2 separate regions of the Anas platyrhynchos genome follow, and region 1 is linked to region 2. A link is a contact called in public Hi-C data. All regions are on one chromosome and are shown on one strand. Each heading gives the region's core, a stretch centred on a gene start, on an enhancer-like site or on the middle of the called end of the contact. The rest is flanking DNA. Distances are from core to core; before and after follow the strand shown. Region 1 overlaps CACHD1 (cache domain containing 1). Region 2 overlaps LOC106018117 (a long non-coding RNA gene).

What was found. A called contact is a pair of places that touch in the nucleus more often than the background predicts.
Region 1: a Hi-C map of F1 follicle shows a contact between it and region 2, with 4 times the contacts expected there. The contact joins two enhancer-like sites. A contact is called at or near these places in 6 of 8 Hi-C or Micro-C datasets (F1 follicle, F5 follicle, liver and 2 more).

What each region holds. Positions count from the first base shown.
Region 1 is chr8:37,604,280-37,611,458 of IASCAAS_PekinDuck_T2T, forward strand. It overlaps CACHD1 (cache domain containing 1), which reads left to right. Exons shown (of 29, transcript XM_072041811.1): 20 at 55-215; 21 at 577-663; 22 at 871-987; 23 at 1,954-2,105; 24 at 2,329-2,490; 25 at 3,463-3,540; 26 at 4,452-4,553. Among named protein-coding and RNA genes, the nearest start is that of RAVER2, 17 kb to the right of the region's middle. Within about 2 kb of position 2,677, at least 2 of the 8 cell types and tissues checked have an H3K27ac peak or open chromatin away from gene starts, as enhancers often do.
Region 2 is chr8:37,479,584-37,486,755 of IASCAAS_PekinDuck_T2T, forward strand. It overlaps LOC106018117 (a long non-coding RNA gene), which reads left to right. Exons shown (of 6, transcript XR_011811041.1): 4 at 1,246-2,778; 5 at 5,384-5,587. Among named protein-coding and RNA genes, the nearest start is that of CACHD1, 35 kb to the right of the region's middle. Within about 2 kb of position 3,783, at least 1 of the 8 cell types and tissues checked has an H3K27ac peak or open chromatin away from gene starts, as enhancers often do.

The sequences.
Region 1 (7,179 bases), core at 1,427-3,926, 120 kb after region 2:
ACAGGTTCCTTGGTATACCATTAACACAGCTTTTTTTTTTTTTTTTTTTCCTAGGGAGATCTGACAAACCTTGTCCACGGCAGTCACTGCTCCAAGTACAGGCTGACGAGGATACCGGGCACCAATGCCTTCGTGGGAATCGTCAACGAGACCTGCGACTCGCTTGCTTTCTGTGCCTGCAGCATGGTGGACAGGCTCTGTCTGAACTGCCACAGGTCAGCTGGAGATCTGATAGGAGTGGGCTAGTCCAGGCATTTTGTAAAGTTTATAAAAAGTTTTTTTAAAACGTGTTTATTTTATAACCCAAGTGAAAATATGCAGTGCAAAACTCAAGAGAAAACCAGTTAATTTACTCTTGCTGCTTGTAGGGGTCATGGTGGTTTAGCATTCCTTTAGTCCTTTAATCCATAGTGTCACTGTATTAAGAGTAGTTTGTTCTTGCCATGTTTGTAAGAGGGGATAAGAGAAGAAGGGGCACTGAACAGCATTCTCAGTGGCGAGCAGTCCTGCAGCTGCACTGTGGGGTTAAAATTCGCGAGCCGCCTGATGCATTGTTTTTGTTTTCTGCCTCTGAAGAATGGAGCAGAACGAATGCGAATGCCCGTGCGAGTGCCCTCTGGAGGTAAACGAGTGTACTGGCAACCTCACCAACGCCGAAAGCAGGTGAGGACAAATGTTCTGTCTCATGGGACGAAAGTTAACAAAAATGAGTGTTTGTACATGCAACTAGCAGGTGGTACAGGAGAGAATATACAGTATGTTTTAGTAGATTTAAGCAAATGACAATGTAGTAGGTAAAATGATGGTTTTCATGGATTGTTACTTGATCACTTCTTATGTTACAATGCTTTACTTTTTGCCCCAATATAGGAATCCTAGTTGTGAAGTGCATCAGGAGCCAATGACTTTCACAGCAATCGATCCCAGCCTCCAGGATGCTCTCCCGCAGTGCATTAACACGCAGTGCAATCAGAGGACAGAGAGCGGGTAAAGTGCAGTTCTCCCTTTCTGAAGATACAGTGTTCTTGACATAATTACTATTATTCCTTTAAGTGAAAATAGCTCCTCCTTACATGGTTTGAAGGAAGAAAAAAGGAAATATGATACCAGAATGAGATATTGTAGCAAACACCAAGGATGACATTATGTTGTAGTGCAGGAACACAAGACCTCACTCTTTCTGTCTGAGTCACATAACACCATTAATAACAAACAAATGGCTTTCCAGTCACACTTCATGACTCTGAAGAACTGAGGGTTGTGCAAGTACAACATTTGCTGTTGAAAGGACAAATTCTTCTTTTTAGCAAAACAGATAGTACTGCTATGTTTGTCTGCCTTCTGGAGGGCTATGTGGACTGAAGTGTTCACAGAAAGGAGACAATACATTAACAGTGGTGACTTTGGAGCATGCTAGCAATGTTCGCTGCCTGTCAGCTTCCTGTGTCTCTGTTCTACTCTTGGCATTTTGTGGAGATGCTTGAGGGCTTATTTAGTTTTTGCCAGTTTTGAGTGGTCTCTAGGGAACTGAGATTGCTAGAACACATCACGCTCTGACCAGACTTTTCCAAATCCTTTCTTCTGTCTTCTAAAGGATTGCAGAAAAGGGGTGGATCTGTAGTCAGGCTTCACTATGCTGAGAAGCGTCTTATTGGAGGAGTTACAAATAGGAAGTTTTCCCTTTGCTCGACGCGAGGGAGGGAGGAGAAAAAAGAACACAAATCAAACAGGCTTGGAAGCTCAAGATACAACTTCCCTGTATAAATAACCTTGTCCTACCTGACCATTTTAGTGAGAAATTTTTGTGGGCAAATGTTACACAATGTGAGAGGAGAGTTTACAGATGCCTTCGGCTTCCCTTTGTCTCATGATTCTAAAATAGGCTGAGCTGTGTCAAATGAAAAGTTCTGGACTTGGCAGTAAATATCGTTTTCTTTCATTCTTATTTTTCAGGGATTGCTTTGGTGTCTTGGACTGTGAGTGGTGTATGGTAGACAGCGATGGGAAGACCCATCTGGATAAGTCCTATTGTGCCCCGCAGAAGGAATGCTTCGGTGGCATTGTGGGAGCCAAGAGCCCCTATGTGGATGACCTGGGAGCAATAGGTAACTCTCCTTCTGAACAGTCGCTGCATTAACTCTTTTCGTTCGGTAGCATACCCTTTCAATGTCAGAGCATGCTTCAAGTCAATAGAATCACAGAATGGTTTGGGTTGGAAGGGACCTTAAAGATCATCCGATTCCATCTCTAGTCACAAGACATTGATTTAAACCTTTCTGCAGAGCATTTATGTTTTTTTCCCCCTATGTTTTGTGCCTTTTGATTTAGGAGATGAGGTCATCACTCTGAACATGATCAAAAGTGCACCAGTCGGGCCAGTGGCTGGAGGCATTATGGGCTGCATTATGGTGCTTGTCCTAGCAGTATACGCCTATCGCCACCAGATACATCGGAGGAGTCACCAGCACATGTCACCTTTGGCTGCACAGGGTGAGCTGATAACTGTTGAGAGAAGTAGTAGATACGGGAATTGAAACCTGAAAACAACAACAAAAATGCACACAGAAAAAAAAATCTTTTTTCTTGTTTTTTTCTCCCCTCAATGCTTCACACCATTGTATTTCTCTCTTGCCAGCCTCTGTAAAAGGTCACATCCAGGGTGCTTGTGTATTGCTGCCCTCTTCTGGGTGTAGTCCAACCTGCTGCCTCCAGAGGAAATGCTGCCCGAAAAACTCAAAAGCATTTCCTATCAGGAAGCTGAAGTTATGATTTTTCCAGAGTTAAAATGATAAGCCCAAGTTCACAGCTTTGAGGGCCTCGTCACAGCATGCTGGTCAAATATGTTTATTTCTGCACTGGAGTGATGATTTGAGGAGTATTACAGTTCTCATACCCATTCTGTTTGGGCTGTCTGGGACATGTTTGTTTTTTACTTGTATCCCTGCTTCTGTTCCACGTGATGTTCTTGAGATCACAGACATCAAAGAGGCCAAACAGAGCAAAATCCTTTCTTCTGTGGCTGCCTGGGCAGGGCATAGAAGCTTTTCTGGAATCACAGAGCCCTTTTAAACTTGTGATGAGAGGATATTTTTGTGACGAAGGCACTGAAGTCTGAGAGACAAAACTGAATTTGGGAGAAATGTTGTTGAGAAGTGATGGTGGTTAGAAAGTTACAGAGAGAAGAGTGTGATTGGTGCTAATTACCTGTATATTTGATTACCTTGTCTACATTTTGAATCAGTTTGCTTTCTATAAAGCCTGTTCCATTCAGGGCTGTGGGGTGTATCATTTTCCTGATATCCCTATGCCCCATCTATCTTGGAAACAGAGCACACCAAGCTGCATCTCTTCAAACAGTAATACAAAGTGATTCCACTATAATACCAGGGTAACAGCCATTAGTAAGTTGATCCAAAATTTTTCTCTTAACAGTTGCATTTTTCTGTTTGTAATGGTGTGTAGAAATGTCAGTGCGTATGTCGAACCTGGAAAATGATAGGGACGAGAGAGACGATGACAGCCATGAAGACAGAGGAATCAGTAAGTACCAAATCACTTCTCTGTCAAAAATATTAAAGTAAATGAGCTATTTGTTTTCTTAACAAGTTAGAAATTTTTAAAAAAGGAAACTCCATACTGATTAGCAGTAGAAAATGGCTGGACAATGTTTTAACTAAGTTGTAACTTCCAGTGTTCCTCCAGTCTCATGATGAAAAATTGCATTTATTCTTTTTAAAAGACTGTAATCTCAACTGTGTGGAGGAGGTTTTTCTCTTTTGCCCCCCCATCATGACCAGTTCCAGCAGCAGCTGAGCTGCAACTTAGAAATTACAATTGTGACAATATGCAAAAGGTATGCAAAGCTGCTACCTTTGTTCAGCCTTGGCAAGGAGCGGCCAAGTCTAGCATGTACCTTCGACAAATGTGTCAGCAAATCTCACTTGCATTGAATTTGGGGTGCTCGTTCTTCTTTGTCAGTAAAAGTGGCACTTAGAATGTAATGCTGCTGTATTGTAAAATATCACAGGTGTACCTGTACATTTTGGGAGAGCTCCAGATTCAGACTGGATCCCTGCCTCTGATCCCTCACTAAAACAACACCTAAGATTTGAAACTCTGTCAACACTTATGGATTGAAAAAATAAAAATACCTGAGCTTCATGGCTTGCATCTGCTGTTTTTCCAAGTCCTTTCTTTAGCATGGATAAGTTAATACTGTAATTTCTTTCAAGTTGATGAGGTTGATGAGTTTGGATCTTGATCTATCCCACATTTAGATACCATCTCTTTACTTCCAGTCTTCTGTCACTTAACAGTCTTGAGTCTTAATAGTAGTATTTGAGTAGAATTAGTTTGTAGAAAGCCTGTTTCACTGTGCCTGATTTGTCCCACTGATAAAATGTGGTAAAATACTTTCATAAAAGTCAGTTCCATTTCTTTTTCTCCCCCAGTCAGTAACACTCGATTCATCGCAGCGGTAATAGAGCGGCACGCCCACAGCCCGGAACGCAGACGCCGATACTGGGGTCGATCAGGAACAGAGAGTGACCACGGTAATACCTTAAAATCACCATCCTAATTACAGGTTAATGGTTGTGGTTATTCAGATGTCTAGCATGTTGCAGATAAGACTGCCAAAAAAAAAAAAAAAAAAAACACCTTTGCACATTATTGCTACACAGTTAAACAGTTTTGACACCCTTCAGCAAATGATGCTGTCCAGCGAAGGAGCTGTTTTTGTCAGAGCAGTTGTGTATGAGCAGCTAAACGCTGTGCTCTCCCTGTCTGATCCTTGGGTTCTGCTAGCTTCACTGGGTGACCAGAATTCAGACTAACAGAAATGTTGCTACACTTACCACACTGGTTTTCCACTGCTGACCCTAACAATCTAGATGTTCAGGTGAGATAATAAACCTCTCCTACTCAATGAGAGAAACAAATCCCTTGCAATCAAGTCAGCATCTCTGCTGCTTTTTATCTTTGGGACATGCATGCGTTTCATAAAATTCTAGCAACGTTCTGGATGCCTGCATTTGCCAGGGTAAAGTAAGCGTGGATTAGAGGTCAGTGACTCAGATGCCTCCTCAGCCTTTCTGTTGCACATTCAGTCAATATCATCACCACAGAGGGCATCTTACGTCACCGTTAAGCAAATATCAACATTAACTGTGTACATGGGTAGCAGTGAAGGGTGTTCAGCCTTGTGTGGCTGTTCCACACATACGCACTGTTAAGGTTCAGAGAATTTTGATACATCTCTCGTGCCCTGAGGCTAATTAAGTCATAAAAGCAGTTAGAAGAGTGTTGTGCTGTTGACTCATGAGGGCTTAATAGACGTTAAAAGAAGGTTGGACAAGGCAGTCTGCTACAGACAACAGCCTGCCATAGAGGGTGTCAGTTCTCTGGAAGACCCATTCAATTTTAAGATAGTGGTTGCACTAATGGAATTACTGATGGACAGGAAACCTCATTGCCAAAACCGTGCAACGTGAATGAACAGATGTCTGAGAGACAATCTTGCTTTAGGAGGCATTATCCAGGATTTGGGGTCTGATTACCTGTGCTGTGCTGAGACAGATTTGCTAGACTAATGCTCCTTTTGCTCCATTTCTTGTACTCCCAGCAAATCCTTGCCATCTTTCCTCGTTAACATGTGAGGGTTAGCAGGGTTGCTGTCTACCTGCCTCTGGAATATGCACTTCTGTTTTTAGTCTGTAATCTTCAGATTGAAGTCTTCTGCCCAGTCTTCTCCCGCAGTTCTTCTCTGCCAGCTAGAAGCCATGACTCAGACCATGGAATCGTAGAATTGTTCAGGTTGGAAAAGACCTCTAAGATCATCCAACCTTTAACCTAGTACTAAAGTCTACCACCAAACCATGCTACTAAGTTCTAAATCTACACGTTTCTTGAAGACCACCTCCAGGGATGGTGACTCATCAAAGTGAGAACCAACTTCAGCTACTTAGCCTGGTATTTCGTAACACGCTGCTTCTAGGTGGCTCAAGCTGAAAACTTGACATGCTCAGAAGCACTAGAAGTTCTTCATCTCTTAGCCAAAGTTTTCTCAGAAGGATTATTATTCTAATTAAAGCAAGATCTTCAGAGAAGAAAACTTTTGTTTGCATTTCTGCATGTAGAAATACTGAGGTGTTTTGTTGAGGACACTGCAAACTGGTTTTGAGTGGTAACAGCTGGTGTCAGTGGTAAATGCAAACCTCATAGTAACTACTAGCACCTGCTCCAAAAGAGAGGGGCAGGTCCAAAGGACCTGTTACAAGACAGCTTCCCCACTGCAAAAGCACAGTCTTGCAACAGCTAGCTGTTAGCTAACTCTCTAGTGATGTAATTTCCCTAGGATAACCCTGTTGAATGCAGTGCCTCCTCACTCACAAACATGGATAATCTGGTTTGTTTTTGTTTTAACTTCTCAGGCTTCGGTAGCAGGTTATTTTAGCCAAGGAAAAGCCTCAAGTTAATTGTGCTGTGTGTACATGCTTATCTGGAAGAGTCAGAACTATTTGGCTTAATGGGACTTGAAACACTCCTATGTGGATTCGGTAGATTTCTTCAACGTGTAGAAAGATCACTAGCATTGAAAACATGCTTGGTTTCTGCAAATAGACCACTAATAGGTGATAAGTGTTCTCTCACTTTTAAAAAATATAGTGTTGTGATTCAATACAATACAGCAAGATGATCTGAGTAAGTTTTGCTACTTCCAGACACACAAGTTGGGGGTCCTTACTAGGAAAGGTGCAGCTTGATAGTAACAGAGGTAGTGGTAGTAGAGCCCCCTTATTTCTTGTCAGTTTGTAAAATCCAAGTAATATCTTAAAAGATACCATCCCTGCCCCACACCCAAAAAAACCTTCTACTATGTTTTGTTTTTAAATTCGGTGCTAGCCATTCTACCATAACAAACTGTCGAATGCACAGTTGGTTTTGCTGCTAGGTGTTGTACAGGCGATGGGTTCCAAGCATGGTGACAGGAGAAGGGGTGCATTTTGTAATTACAGGAGAAGATGGGTTTTTGTCTTGTTTTCTTTTAATGGAGGCAGCTACTTTTTTATTCTCTATAAAGCACCAGCTGTGCCTGGTTCCATGCAGGATGTGGCAGTCAGCGCTGTGGATGTTGACCTTTTAGTCTGCTCTGAATTCTCAGCCCTGCTGTTTTATGTT
Region 2 (7,172 bases), core at 2,533-5,032:
AAGCCAAGCAGTCGGCAGGCACATGGGATGTCTGTGGTGCTAAGCAGAGGAGCCTGGCCCCATCTCTGCTCCTCACACCCCACAGCAGAGCTGGGGCACAGCTGCTGGACTTGTGACTCTGGAGTTCAGCACTGCTGACCCCAACCAGCACCCTCCTGTCTTTAGCTAAAATCCTGCACCGCAGTCAGTGCAGCTTGAACCCTCCATGCTCAGTAAGAGAGGGGCAGGACTTGGGGCTGACAGTACAGCAGGCAGGGGAAGCTGTTTATTGAGAACACATGACTGAGCAGTGAACTCTGCAGCTTGATTACACTGTCCTATAATTGCTTTTTCCCTTATAAGCCTAACTGTTTTCATTACCAGGCCTGGGCTTGGAAAGAAAATAGGTGACACATTGAAACCGATGTTTTTGTCAGTACCTCAGAAGGAAAATCCTTACATGTACTTTACGGGAATGTAGGCCATTCTTCGCAACCTGAAGCATTTTACCACATGTTTTGCGTGTGAAAAATACGTTTGCTGAGCTCCTTTTTTATTTTTCAGAATAGTATACAAAGCAAGAGTTTAGTGGTTTGGAGCATTGTGATTTTTTAGCATTCAAAGAAGATGACATCACTAACTGGCTGCAAATTAGTCAGAAAAATGTTTAAAAATAGCACCATTTTCTCAATAAATCTGTTCCTTGTTTGTATTAGAGGCATATGGGCTTACTTAACTGACAAAAACAAATTATAATACTGTTAACACAGCAGAGTCCTAGAGCCATAAAAGAGCAAATAGGAATCCTGCTGACAGAATCGTTAATATTGATAATGCTGGGAGCAGTAGAAAGGATATTTCACTCATTCAGAGCAGAACATTGTCATAGTCAGAGCCTCAGATAGAAAGAAACTTTATTTTTGACAGGTTGAAAAGTAGTTGTCCAAAATAGTTCGGAAGAACAAATGAAGTTTGAGTTTAAATGGATTAGTGGTCAGATTTCAGAACTGTCAGACAGATGAAAAAATGTAGTTTATTACATTATTCTGCAACTTGTTATACAAATACTTCTCTATTTATAGTGCATGTGAATCTGCTTGTTCCCTGTGTATTTCCAGCAGATGCATTTCATGTATTATGACAAATCCGGGTCTGCATTTAAAATAAAAAATATGTTTTGGCTTGCTTTAGAAGCATCCTTTCTACTCATCCTGCTGCCCTTCATTTCCTTCAGTCATTATTAATCTTTCTTGTTTCAAACCATAGATGTGCCTCACCTCCTGTCAGAAAGACAAACAGCTGATGAAGATGGTCATGACAAGCAAGAAGAACGATGGGAGAAGGAACAGGATAATCTAGTAGCTTGGACTAACTCTCTGTCTAACAAAAGATTAAGTGATTAAATCAGAGAGGCTGCATGTACAGATAAGTCCTTTATTATTTAAATATCTCAGAATTATTTTTTTTTACAATTCCTACCAGACAAATCTTCAGTTCACTGCTTGTTTATTTGTTTTCCAGCATGGTGCTTTGGTTAGAGATTGAGCAGGAATGGAACAAAGATCTGTTCTGCGCATGCAGGCCTGGCATTTTATCAGGATTTATGCCCTCCCCTAGTCCTTTGTGGTTTGTTGCTGTAATTTTTTGAATCTTATCACCTAAATAACTTGGTGTCTTTAGGTATTGTAACCTCTGCTGGTACTACAGCAGTGACAAGATGTAGGCAATCCTGTGAAGAAACATCTAGTACTGAATGCACAGAACAAAATATCTGCCGTTGCTTGTTTCAGAATCAGACTATGTTTGTATTCAGAACTGAAAAACCAATAATGTTATTTTTGCACTCCAGCGTTAAATTATATCTTGTGTTCTGTTGGTCTTTGTACTGTATATGACATGTGTGACTGTGGCCTATTGTTTTTCTGAAAGAACTGTACTCATCTCTTATCTCTTCTGGGCTTATCAGCTGTAGCCATCACTAAGTAATCAACGCAGCTGTGTTTAGACCTATAGAAAGGGCAAATGACATGTAGGTAGACAGGACAGTAGAGATTCCTACAGCTTGGATCCAGGCTCAGGTTTCAAGAGGCAGCCTGGTACACTCATTAAGTAAGCCAGAGCCTTGCGTTTACAAAGCCATGCGGTTACAAAGTTCACAGGATCACATTCACAGAAGATCTCAGAGATTACAAAAGAAATGTTTTTACAGTCTTCAAGGCACTGGCTTCTTCACATGTCTGTACACTGCCTATTGAGAGGTGTGTGTTTTAATACTTGTACACTTTGTCCCAGGGAAAAAATAAACCTTAGGACTGGAGCATAATGATGACAGACCAGAGTACTATGGTGTAGGAATCCATTAGAAATTTTGGTTGTGTAATTAAACTTCAAAAATATTTCGCAGAATACCTAGAGATAAAAAGATATGAATGTCAGACCTCTGAAACCTGTTCCCAAGCTGACACAGCAGGCAAGCAGGGCAGCTATCACAAAACCACCCCATTCCACGGCCAGGGCTGTGTGTGTGTAACACACATGACATTTCTTCTCAGTAACAGGAAGCTTGGGATTTTTATGACCACGAGGATGGTGTTGAAAGAACATTGAAAACTGTATTATACCTATATACAGCCATGCCTGTAGGCACTGCAGTATTTAAGAAGAGAGCACAGGACTGAAGAATAGATAACCTGTCATCTCTCCACAGCTGTGCTGCTATGATGTGACCATGATCAAGTCATTTCACCTTCCTAAGACTTCTTTCTCATTTGACCTCCCCTGTCTGAGAGGGCAGTAAAGGTACAGAGTTTGTTTCTTTGTTGTGCTCGAATGTTCACAGCATGCTTTTCATGCTCTGAAAAGATTGTGGCATTTCTCTAGCTAAGCAGAACCCTTGGAGCTTATCAATAAACTCACTTTTCTAAGAAAATTCTCCCACTGGCCTTGCAATATGAGGCATTATGATACCTTGTATGCATCACAGGCTCTGATTTGTGATATCTGCTTAGTCTGAGCAAGGAAAATAACTAAACAAGGTAACAAGGTTTGGTAATACAAGGGACAAAGCTGCATCCCGTAGAGACCTATACCTGTACATCTGGAAAAATAATCATTCTTGACCTAAAAATGGGATTCACGATAGCAGGCACTGAACATGCAATGGGTCTGGATAGGCATTAGCTCTGTCATACAGGCGTCTGAAGGCATGGAAGGGCACAAAGTTGTATATTTGGTGCCTTTCTAGAAACTGTTCACAGCTGGGAATTCAAGCTGTATCTGACTGAAGCTGTAGCTTGTACTGCAGCCTGTGGATGCGGGTGATATCACTTAATCCCATTGACCATGTGTGGAGAATTATCTGCAGCTACAAATGCCTCACAGCTTTTCTGATGAAAATCCAGCTCCAGACTTTCCTGCCTGCAGGGTAATGGGACGCTGAACTGCAGCCCTTTAAATTTCACACTTCTTTATGGGCTCTTATCTGTGACCTTTGCCTCTGCAACCTGCGCGCGTCTGCTGCGAGCTGAGGCGGCGGTTCCCCTGAGGGAGCAGAGGCTGTTCGCTCGCCGTTTATCACACGCACGAAGTAAAACTAATTGATCCACAGATCCCCGGGGATCTGTTTCGGGGTACCGGTGGATCCCGGGCGGTCCCGGCCCCGCCGCTGCGGCCCCGCTCCGCTGGGTGGCACCGCAGCGCCGCGCCGGGCCTAGGCCGGCCTCAGGGCCTCGGCGCTCCCCGGCCTTTCGTGGGGAGACAAAGCGGCTTAACACAGAGGGTTAAATCCCTTCAAAACACAGTGCCAAAGGAGTCGGCTCCATGTGCATCAGTGTCGTTTTGCTGTGTGCACTCTGCTTTCTCCAGGAGCTCCCAGCTTCCGTCCTCGCCTGCAGGGCGCTGGTAGAAGTTAGGGTGCCTTGGTGCCATCCCCTAGAAGCCATAAATGTCCCGGTGTCACACAGCCCTCAGAAAGCACCGTGCCTGAACGACTGGGAGCAGGGCACAGTGCTGGTGAGCACTGTGAAGCACCTCTGAGGGACACACACACTTCTTGTTTAACTGCATGAAGTTCAACAAGGCCAAGTGCCGGGTCCTGCACATGGGGCGCAATAACCCCAAGCAGAGCTACAGGCTGGGAGATGAGTGGTTGGAGAGCTGCCAGGCAGAGAAGGACCTGGGAGTGATGGTGGACAGTCGGCTGAATGTGAGCCAGCAGTGTGCTCAGGTGGCCAAGAAGGCCGACAGCATCCTGGCTTGTATCAGAAGCAGTGTGACCAGCAGGGCTAGGGAGGTGATCGTCCCCCTGTACTCGGCTCTGGTGAGGCCGCACCTCGAGTACTGTGTTCAGTTTTGGGCCCCTCGCTACAAGAAGGACATGGAGGTGCTCGAGAGAGTTCAGAGAAGGGCGACGAAGCTGGTGAGGGGCCTGGAGAACAAGTCCTACGAGGAGTGGCTGAAGGAGCTGGGCTTGTTCAGCCTGGAGAGGAGGCTCAGGGGCGACCTTATTGCTCTCTACAGGTACCATAAAGGAGGCTGTAGTGAGGTGGAGGTTGGCCTGTTCTCCCACGTGCCTGGTGACAGGACGAGGGGGAATGGGCAAAAGTTGCGCCAGGGGAGTTTTAGGTTGGATGTTAGGAAGAACTTCTTTACCAAAAGGGTTGTTAGGCACTGGAACGGGCTGCCCAGGGAAGTGGTGGAGTCACCATCCCTGGAGGTCTTTAAAAGACGTTTAGATGTAGAGCTTAGGGATATGGTTTAGTGGGGACTGTTAGTGTTAGGTTAGAGGTTGGACTTGATGATCTTGAGGTCTCTTCCAACCTAGAAATTCTGTGATTCTGTGATTCTCCTGGCCACCACAACGAAGGGCACACCAGGGATCCGTCTTATTTCTGCAGGGGTTTCTGGCCCTGTTGTTGCACAGCACCAAATGCACGTCTGCAAATTAACACAGAAATATAGCAAAGATGGTGTGCTGTCGTCAGGCTGTGATAGAGATCACAGTGCTGGGAAGAGACACACACAGAGCTGAAGGTGCTTTGTCTCCTGGCTGCTGTGCTTTCCAGCGCTGTGCTATCCTCGCTCTGAATAGCATTCCCTAAATAATCCTGTGAATAGCTGCAGGCTTACATACAGAAGATATTACTTGCTCTGTGCAGCTGTATCACAATGACATTTCATGTTAAGGACAGGCAGAAAAATAGGTCAGAAAGGGTTAGTGAAGTACAGAGGGCCTTGTTCATAGTGACACCAGCCTGGGGGTCAAGTCAATAAACGATTTATTACCCCTGCTAGCAACTTCCACTGATAGGCAAAGTGACACACATGGCTACATGTACTCTAGTTTTGTAAGATGTTTATAACAATCACGTGCTCCTTTTATAATTATGCTTTTCTTTACATTAAGGGTGACCTCTCTCAGAGCCTAGCCGTAAGCTGGGGTGACTTCAAAGTGCTGCCCTAGATCAGCAGAAAATTCTGACGGCAAGGGATTGCTGAAAGGCTTCCTCCGGTTTCTTTTCTCACCAGGGGTGTCCTGCGGTTTAACATCCAACAAGCAGGTTGATCAAAGGTATCCATTGAGAAACAACGTGACTGGCTCAACCAAGGGGTGAGAGAATGAAAGTTGAAAGATCTCTTTTATCTTGAGCACACTGTAAAATATGTTAATAATTTAGAGCATCCAAGGACAAAAAGATAGCACTTGAAAAGGAGGGGATAGAATGGCAGAAGTTTATGAGTTGTTTGCGAAGCAGCTAAATCAAATACATCTTTCATTTGACTCTAAGCATAAGAAAGAGGTGTGAACAAATTCTTAATGAGTTTGATGCCCAAAGGCAAAGTGCTTTATGCTAAAACTAGGCTGCCTATTTTTTTTTATTATTTATTTTTTAATAGAAAATAAGAAACTAAAGTCTTGTGGCCAGGTTCCCCACCGTGTTGATTGTTGGTGTGAATAGCCCTAAATGTTGCAAGATTTGCTGTAAAGTGAAGCCCAGCCTGTGGGGAGTTACTGCCAGCATCATCAGCCCTATCTTGCCCCTCTCTCCCGGCTGCTCTGAGTAGCAACAATAAGGGCACAAGTCAGCCCTTGCATGCTGCTTTTCTGCAGCGTTCAGTCAGGGATTTTGGAGACTTTTAGTGTGGCCCTGAAATAGCCAGAGGATACTTCTGGGATGCTCTGCAGAAGCCCCATGTTTTAGGGTCTGAGTGGGGAGGCAGACACTGTTTAATTTCGTTTTCCTGAGAATAGCATCCCCCATTCTCATGATAACAGCATCCTAGTAATGACCCATTCGGCCATCCTGAATTTGTTTTTTAGCCCCAATACCTTCTGCAGGTGTTTCACTTCTGCAAGAGATGTCTCTGGATCTTTTAATCTGGCCAGTTTAGCAGTTCTAAACACAGAGGGCTAAAAAGCTTTTCTCTGTGGAGCTTGGTGTAAATGAAAAAAAAAATGGAGCCTTTCAGTGGGTGAGTTAAGAACAAATTCAAAATTGTTCTATCTAGCTCTTGTCTGTATTTAATAATCCCTTGGATGTAACTAATACTGTTCCCTCAATGTATTTGAGTGGTTTAAATAACCTGCACACATACACTTCTTGTAGTTAATGAAAAAATAGTATCAGCAAATACATGATCGGACTTCCTTGGGTACAAGCAATGTTGTTCCGCCCTGAAGGCAGAAATAATCCTAAATAGTTTTGGGGGAGGGTGGGGGACAAAACCAAAATGCTCATAGCTGGGCAGATGAACCTCCCAGAACCCAACTCTTTGAAAGCTTTCCAACTATTATCCCGTCTCTGTTGGATATTGTGGCTCTGATGATTTCCGTGTGTCTGCAGAGCAAGGACAGCTGCAATTTAAAATGATGGCACATTAATTGTTAAATTACATCGGAGAGCCCAGGAAATGCTTGTTAGTGCCACATTAAAGCCACGTTAATTTATCATGATTAATTGCACAAGGAATATCAAATGAATTATTGATTGCTCTCTTATTACCGCAACAGCTGCCTGTCATTACTGCGTGTGGTGGTTTGTGATAAGTATTACCCTTGTCATTTTCTGGGCTAAAACTCTGTGATGAACCATAATCTACATTCCCACAGCTAACAGATGCCAATTTTCCCACTTTCAGTGGTCAGATGAGTAGGTATTAAAGTTTAGTGCAGACACAGATTAAATAATCTAGTA